Linked DNA regions of Rattus norvegicus: region 1 is linked to region 2. A link is a contact called in public Hi-C data. All regions are on one chromosome and are shown on one strand. Each heading gives the region's core, a stretch centred on a gene start, on an enhancer-like site or on the middle of the called end of the contact. The rest is flanking DNA. Distances are from core to core; before and after follow the strand shown.

Evidence for each region. A called contact is a pair of places that touch in the nucleus more often than the background predicts.
Region 1: a Hi-C map of hepatocytes shows a contact between it and region 2, with 2.6 times the contacts expected there. The contact joins the promoter of Nol3 here to the promoter of Ces4a in region 2. A contact is called at or near these places in 3 of 12 Hi-C or Micro-C datasets (hepatocytes, kidney and mammary epithelial cells).

The regions. Positions count from the first base shown.
Region 1 is chr19:50,065,166-50,069,247 of GRCr8, forward strand. Nol3 (nucleolar protein 3) reads left to right here and starts at 1,328. Exons shown (of 2, transcript NM_053516.3): 1 at 1,328-1,707; 2 at 1,843-2,995. The coding sequence starts at 1,413. The coding sequence ends at 2,213. It overlaps Matcap1 (microtubule associated tyrosine carboxypeptidase 1), which reads right to left. Exons shown (of 7, transcript NM_001044292.1): 7 at 3,850-4,082. The coding sequence ends at 3,921. It also overlaps a transcript of Hsf4 not described here.
Region 2 is chr19:49,919,727-49,923,428 of GRCr8, forward strand. It overlaps Ces4a (carboxylesterase 4A), which reads left to right and starts at 1,918. Exons shown (of 14, transcript NM_001106176.1): 1 at 1,918-2,148. The coding sequence starts at 2,070.

The sequences.
Region 1 (4,082 bases), core at 78-2,577, 140 kb after region 2:
GATATTCATTGTCCCAGGAGGCAAGCTGCTGCTGGTGGGTTTAAGGAGCAGAACCCAATGGAAATTTATTACAAAGCGTCTGTCACATATGGGACATGAAGGGAGGTGGGGGCTGGGGGATGCAGAGTACCTGGTCTGCGCTTAGTGGCCTTAGGGAAGAATTGACATTTAGATATGAGGGGTGGAGACCCAAGGTGTGAAGTCCCCAGGAACAGTACAGTGTGAGTACTGAGATGTGGGGTGCATGAAGTATGTGTGTGTGGTTGGAGGGAGGTTATCACCCAATGGGATGGGAAGAAGGTAGGTAGAGCAGAGACGTTTTGGGTAGAGGAGACTGAGAAAGATGCTGTCTGAACAAAGATAAGGCAAAAGGAACGGCCAGGTTTCTTTTCTCCTTAATGTCAGGGCCCTTATTGGCCGGATTAGGACACCCAATCCAGTTGGCAGTAATCATAATAGGTAGGCAGTAGCTGGTAAAAGATAAGCAGGGGGTTGGGGATTTAGCTCAGTGGTAGAGGGCTTGCCTAGCAAACGCAAGGCCCTGGGTTCGGTCCCCAGCTCTGAAAAATAGAAAAAAGAAAAAAGATAAGCAGGGCAATTAATTTATACTTGGTTCCTACGGTTTGGTACAGGCAGCCCCTCAAAATGGATAATACATGGAGAGGAAGCTAAAAGCTTGGTAAGCAGTCCTTAGTGGCTTTTAAGAGCTGGACATTTCAAGGTCAAAAAGAGACCACTATAGGTCAAATAAGAGATGACTGTAAGTGGCTGCCGGGCCATCAGGGAAACAAGTGGGTCGTGGATGCCAGGAGGTCTGTCAAAAATGAAAATTCAGGAGTTCTGCTTAACCTGGAAGAATCCCGAGAGTATGTTGACAGTGGAGAGTGAAGGGACAAGGTTCTGGAATGCTGGGCAGGTGTTAGGTGAATGGAGCATGGGGTGCCTTGGCACTCCCGGTGCAGACCCGATTGTGTGAGCGATCAGGCAGCCTGCCCTGATTCAAGGTTTGCTTCCGGGTTCAGAAGGGAGGTATGAATCAATCCTAGGGTTTTCTGCCTATTTGGTTAAGGAATTGAGTTTTAAAAAAATAATTCAGTTGGATAAACTGGATCTCCACTGGTGGCCAACTGTGCAGGTGTCTGGGGCTTAGGAGGGAGGTCCTAGCTGGGGAGAACACTCAACTGACAGCTGGACTCTGCAAGAAGAACCTGAAGAATCAGGACAGAAGCAGCGAAGAGGCTGGAGGGTGAGTTCTGTGCCCCTGGTCTCTAAGTCTTGTGCTGAGGAACCATACAGACTCTGATGTGGAGATGAACTTAGATAACTCCTCAGAGAGGCCAGTGTAGGGGAACGCAAATTATTCCCCCACCCTACCCCCATCCACAGCTTCTCTCCTTCTTGATATAGCCCAAATGGGTAACATGCAGGAGCGCCCATCGGAGACCATTGACCGGGAACGGAAACGGCTGGTAGAAACATTGCAGGCTGACTCTGGGTTGCTGCTGGACGCGCTGGTGGCCCGGGGCGTCCTCACTGGGCCTGAGTATGAAGCCTTGGATGCGCTGCCTGATGCAGAGCGCAGGGTGCGCCGCCTACTGCTGTTGGTGCAGAGCAAGGGCGAGGCAGCCTGCCAGGAACTACTGCGCTGTGCCCAGCAAACTGTGAGCATGCCAGACCCGGCCTGGGATTGGCAGCACGTTGGGCCTGGTGAGCACCAGGAGGGTGGAGCCTTGATGAATTGAGGGGCGTGGATTAGGGGCGGGGCGAAGCAAAGGGTAAGGGAGAGCAGAGAATGTAGAGGTAACTAACCACAGAGGGGAGAACCACTTCCTTCCTTCCCAGGCTACCGGGACCGCAGCTATGACCCTCCATGCCCAGGCCACTGGACGCCAGAGGCACCCAGTTCAGGGACCACATGTCCTGGGCTGCCCAGAGCTTCAGAGGAAGAGGAGATCGGAGGTCCTGAGGACTCTGAGGCAGTACAGCCTCGAACACCAGAGGAGCCAGAACTAGAAGCTGAAGCTACTAAAGGGGATGAGCCAGACCTGGAACAAGAAATGGAACCAGAACCAGAGCCAGAGGTAGAACCGGAGCCAGAGCCGGAGCCGGAGCCGGAGCCGGAGCCGGAGCCGGAGCCGGAGCCGGAGCCGGAGCCAGAGGCAGAGCCTGACTTCCAAGAAGGGGATGAGTCTGAAGGTTGTGAGAACACCTAAACCCTAGCTTGCAGGCTTGTTAGAAATTGTGGACTGGGAAGTAGGGGTTGATCCCCACTCCACTGACCATCATTTTCATCTCTAGATTCTTGAAGGCCAGAATATCCTTACCTGTCCAAATCTGATTCAAGCTGGATAAGATCTGGAAACCTGCCAGAACTGGACCAAGTCAATGCAGCAAGACTCCATTTACTGCCAAATGAGTAAACTCGGGAGGGTTAGCCTGGACCTGATTCTTCACAACTCAGGCTCTTTACTCAAGAATGGTCTGAATCCCACTGACCTGAGCAGGCTTGTGTGAAAAATACCATCCCCCCCACCAACAGTATTCCACTCCCAAAGTAGCCCAAGCTGTATTTCTAGAGATCTTAGATTCAGGCCCCTAAATCAGACCCTCTTCCACTCCCTTTTTCCCCCCTCAGGGGCCATTTGGGAGCCCAAGTGGGCAACACTTCTACACCATGGAAACGACTAGACTTAAGAGTATCAAGCAAGTGAAGGTGGCTGGCTGTCCATCCACACACAGAGAGAAGTCTTGGAGCTCACAGTCTTGAAGGGGGGACCTGAGAGAAAACTGGAGTAGACAGAAGCCACACGCATCATTGTAACTGCTCTTTAATTGTCTGGCCTTCCTCTGAACTGGGAGCTCCGTGTGGGGTGTGGGGTCTAACCAGTCACAGACATACACAAGGAGCTCTGTACATTATCTACTAAGCAAATGAATAAAAACTTCCCAGCTGTGTTTCCAAGCTTTCACAGATGGAAAAATTAAATAAAAAGCCAGGGTTAAGTAAAAAGCATACTGTCCCAATCTCTCAGGGCTGAATCTGAAGTGAAAATGAAAGCCTTACCAGGGTCTGTACTTCTGGCCTGAATGGAAGATAACAAACCCTCGGGGCCTGCCCTGCAGGTTTGATTGTGGTCGCTCCTCGCCTGTACTGACCACTGCCAGAGACCAGCTATGAGGCTGTGGTCAAAGACAGGCACAACCAAGTCTAGTGTGGGGACTGTGGGTGGGGCCAGGTGCTGGACTCATAAGACCTGAAGTTCAGTGGGTCTGTGTGTGTGGTCAGAAAGGGGTCTAGGAACAAATGGTACTTTCCAAAGTGTCTTGCCCCTGCACAAGGAGCTGCTGCTTCCCAGCCCCACCTGGAGGCATGGAATAACACATGGAGGCAATTGTGGAACAATGTATGACCGGTGAGACAGACAAAATGCTGAACGGCAAAGCCCAGCCCAGCTGGGTCCTTCAGTGACAGACAGAACCCTATGCTCAGGCAAGTCACCTCAGAGAGGATCCCCACCCCCACCGGCCCCAGTGAGAGGTAGACAGTAAGAATGTTGAAGGAGCACCAATAGACCAGGTTTGGTTGGGGGAATGAAAGAGTGGTACCAGACACCCAGAGCCATCTCATGCAGGAACAATTTTCTATTCCCAAACCAACCCACATTTCTATTCACACTCAGCTCCCATCCTATCCCCCCCCCTCCTCTGTTCAGGAGTTTATGTGACATGCTGCGGCTAGTTCACAGGCCCCAGGAAGGTTAGCAAGGACAAAAACCTTCTGATGTTGCTTCTCATCTTCCCAAGATGCTCCTGTCCTCCCAAATGCCCCCAAGAAACACCTAGGCTATGGAACCATAAAGAACTTCGTATTCTGATCTGAGACCTCTGCAAGAGCTTCTGTCTATAACCCTTAGCCAATATCAGTCAGGCAGCAGGCGGCCCAGCTCCGCTTCATCTAGCCGGTTGGTAGTCATGATGTGTTCCAGCTGCTGCCGGTAACGATCCAAGTCCTTCATGAAGTGGGGCACTCTGGTTTTATCTAGTACCCCATGGGGTCGCAGTTGTTCCACATCTTCATAGGA
Region 2 (3,702 bases), core at 668-3,167:
AAACTCGTTATTGCCAACCCTGGATCACGCCCTTGCTGTAGCTGTCCTGTTTCTTCTTGCTTCCTTTCCAGTAGCGTTGGAGTAAGGCTGTTGTCAACAAGGCTTTATGAGACTCAACCTGTCAACAAGTCTTTGTGTATTTTGGATAGTCTCTCAGATCAAATTTCTCAAAGGACATAGGCCATTTCCGGGCTCTTGCTCCATGTCGTACAACTTGAGGAGACATTGTGTCATTACCTTGCTTGCTATCAGATGGGATACCTACTTAGCCAACAGTGAGGGTGTGGTAGGGAGGAGATGCTTCCACGGCCTCTGAGACCCAAGTCATGGAAGATGAACCACACATCAGCACATGGAATTTGCTAGAAAATTGTCTGGGAGTGTGAACATAATTCCCAGACCCCTTGGCCATCTGAGGCTGGAAAGGGCATGAGGAGATTGTACTGGGTAGAAATTGGGAGTTGGTGCCTTGCTGTGAATCCCTCTTCTTCCCACCCACCCTCACTCTGTGTATATGGGCTTATGTGTGTCTGTATGTGTAATGTGTGCACATGCATGCTCATGTTTACATGAGTGTGTGTGAGTATGTACTATGGTGCATATTTAGAGGTCAGAGAGCATCCTCGGGTGTCAGTCTTCACCTTAAACCTTGTTTAAGAGGGGCTCCTCGTGTTGGCTTTTTCTGCTGTGTACACCTTCTGAGCTGGCTCATGAGCTACCCGGATTCTCCTGTTTCTGCCTCACATCTTACTGTCGTAGCACTGGGAGCATAGATGCATGCTACCACACCCAGCTTTACATGGATTCTGGGAATGTAAACTCAGATACCCATGCTTGTGTGGCAAGTACTTTACCTACTGAATCATCTCTCCCAGCTTCCCATGGGAATCATTCTTAAAGGAATATAAGACTGAACAACAGTGCCCACTATGGAGGGGCTTGTCCAGCCCAGAGCCTGATACCAGCGAATGGGACACTGTAGCCTAATATTGTGGATGGAGAACAGACTACAGGGAAATTGGCTATATCCAACCATACCAGATGGTTCCCACGTTGACCTTGTTGACCTTGACCCTGTCTGAGGCCTGCCTTAGTGGAGTATGGAGCACATTCGATGATGATTAGGCAGTGAACATCATATTCCGGAGGAGAGAGGAGAAGCCACAGGAATGGGAAGTGTGGGTAAGGATCTCAATAAAGGACATTTCTGAGAACTCAATGAAAGGACCTTGAGAAAATGGTACATGACAATGACTTGCTGGACCTACAGAGCTGGACACCAGAGGTCAGTAAGAAAGACGTGCCCTTACCTTCTACCCTCCCAGTGCAGAAACCCCCAGATACCCATTTCCCAAAGGTATTCCAAGCTCTAGGACTCCCACCTGACCTGTTAATAAAAATGAACCCATCTCTTCCCATCCAGCCCCACACTTGCTACCTCAAGCATCAGGCCCGATCTCCCTTTTCTGGTTGATTCCACAAAGGTCAACCTTTATTCCAGGGAATCTTCCCTCACTCAGCTACCCTGGTCTCAGTGATTGAGCCTCCTCATGGTTGCCTTTAGGTCTTTACTCCAGCTGGAATGTGAGAATGGGAATAGTCTCCACAATGACTTTCTGTTCCTGACACTGTCTGACCCTCTATGACAATCCTGTCTGAGAAACCCCAGGCAGAGGAACACACACAAGAGCCTGCACAAAGCAAGGGCAGTCAGGGAGGCCCAGGGCTCTTAAACCCACAGGGAGCGCACCTGAGGGCTCCGGTCTTCTCCTGATCAATGGGTGAAGCCTAACTTGTACTAGCCAAACTTGTAAGCCATTGCCAAATGAGCAAACTGGGCAGGGATTGCAGGCAAGCCAGTTTGGTTGAAGAGTCAAAATCATATAGTGTGACCTGTCACCCCAAGGAGGAGGGACAAGGCTCCACAGCTGGGGAGAAGCTGGTCATAACTCCTCCAGCCCCAGCTGGGAATGATGGGAATCGAGAAGATAAAGGCAGAACTTTCTGGTGCTTGCACACGTACTCAGAGCTCCCTTCTGACCCCAGAAGCGTAGGCATCACCGCAGCCCATGGCAGAAGCTGGCTGGAGCATGAAGTGGACTCTGGACTTGAGCCTCACCCTGTGGCTGGTAGTCCAGACAGCCTTAGGTAAGATCTTCACCTCTGCTGGGGGTGCCAGTCCAAGCTCAGCCGCTTCTGAACAGCGGGCCTTAGACAAGGTCTAGGCAAGTGGAGGGCAGTGTTTCATAGCACTTGTGTGATACCAGCGAGAAGTCTGAGGAAGTCGTTTGTCCTTTCTGAATCCCAGGACTGCTCTGCAAAGTGAGCACTGTGTCTCCTTCCTCCTGGGATCAGTGAGGGACCTGAGAATATGACATGTCCCTGTCCCCCTTTCTAGCCTTTCCCCACTCCTTCCTGCCTTTTTTCTCCTAAGCAGGAATCCCACTTCTGCCTCCCTGTGCCCTATATGGCCTCATTATTATCTATACTTTCTTCTCAGTGTCCTTCTTTCTAAAATGAGTGTTACCCTCTGAACTGCGAAAACAACATGACACGTTAACAACTGTTTATTGAGGTATTAGATATACATACAGCAAGGTGTACATATCTGAATACACACACACAGATGTGTGTATGTATATACATACATATATATGTGTATATATATACATATATATATGACCAAAATCTAGAATACTGCCAGTATCCTATGTGCCATTCCTCAGTTAACACCTCCAAAGTAACCATGTTCTGGTCTCTATTGTAAATTTATTGTGCCTAAAAAAAAAATTACATGAGTTTTTTCTTTTGCTTTGTTTTTTTTTTTTAAAGATTGTATTCATTTATTATATATAAGTACACTGTAGCTGTCTTCAGATACACCAGAAGAGGGCATCAGATCACCTTACAGATGGTTGTGAGCCACCATGTGGTTGCTGGGAATTGAACTCAGGACCTCTGGAAGAGTAGTCGGGTGCTCTTAACTGCTGAGCCATCTCTCCAGCCCTTGCATTGTTTTTTTAAAAGATTTATTTATTTTTATATGAGTACACTGTAGCTGTCTTCAGACACACCAGAAGAGTGCATCAGATCTCATTACAATGGTTGTGACCCATCATGTCGTTGCTGAGAATTGGACTCAGGACCTTTGGAAGAGCAGTCAGTGCTCTTAACTGCTGAGCCATCTCTCCAGCCTGTGTTTTGTTTTGTTTTGTTTTGTTTTGTTTTGTTTTGTTTTGTTTTGTTTTGGAGAAGCTTTGATAAAACTGCTTTTAGCATTTTGTGGTATTACCTTCTTGTATATTTACACATAGCTGTGACATTAGCATTACACAATTTTATTTTTAAGATCTTTTAATTATACTTCTTGAGTGTGTATGTGTATGTGTGTGTGCATGAGTGCATGTGTGCTTGTGTATGTGTGTGCTAGTACATGTGTGTGTATGTGTGGAGGTCGGAGAACAAGTCTCAAGAGTCCATTTTTGCCCTCTAACCAAGTGGATCCCAGAGATCAAACCCAAATCATTAGGCTTACAACATGCACCATTGTCCTCTGAACCATCCTACTGGACCTACTGTTTTGCTGTTGTTGTTAATTTGTTTTTTTTATTTTACTTTTAAGTGTTTGCCTGCATGTGTATCTGAGTAAGGCTGTCATATAACCTGGAATGGGGCTTCCAGACAATCTCTGGATGAGCAGTC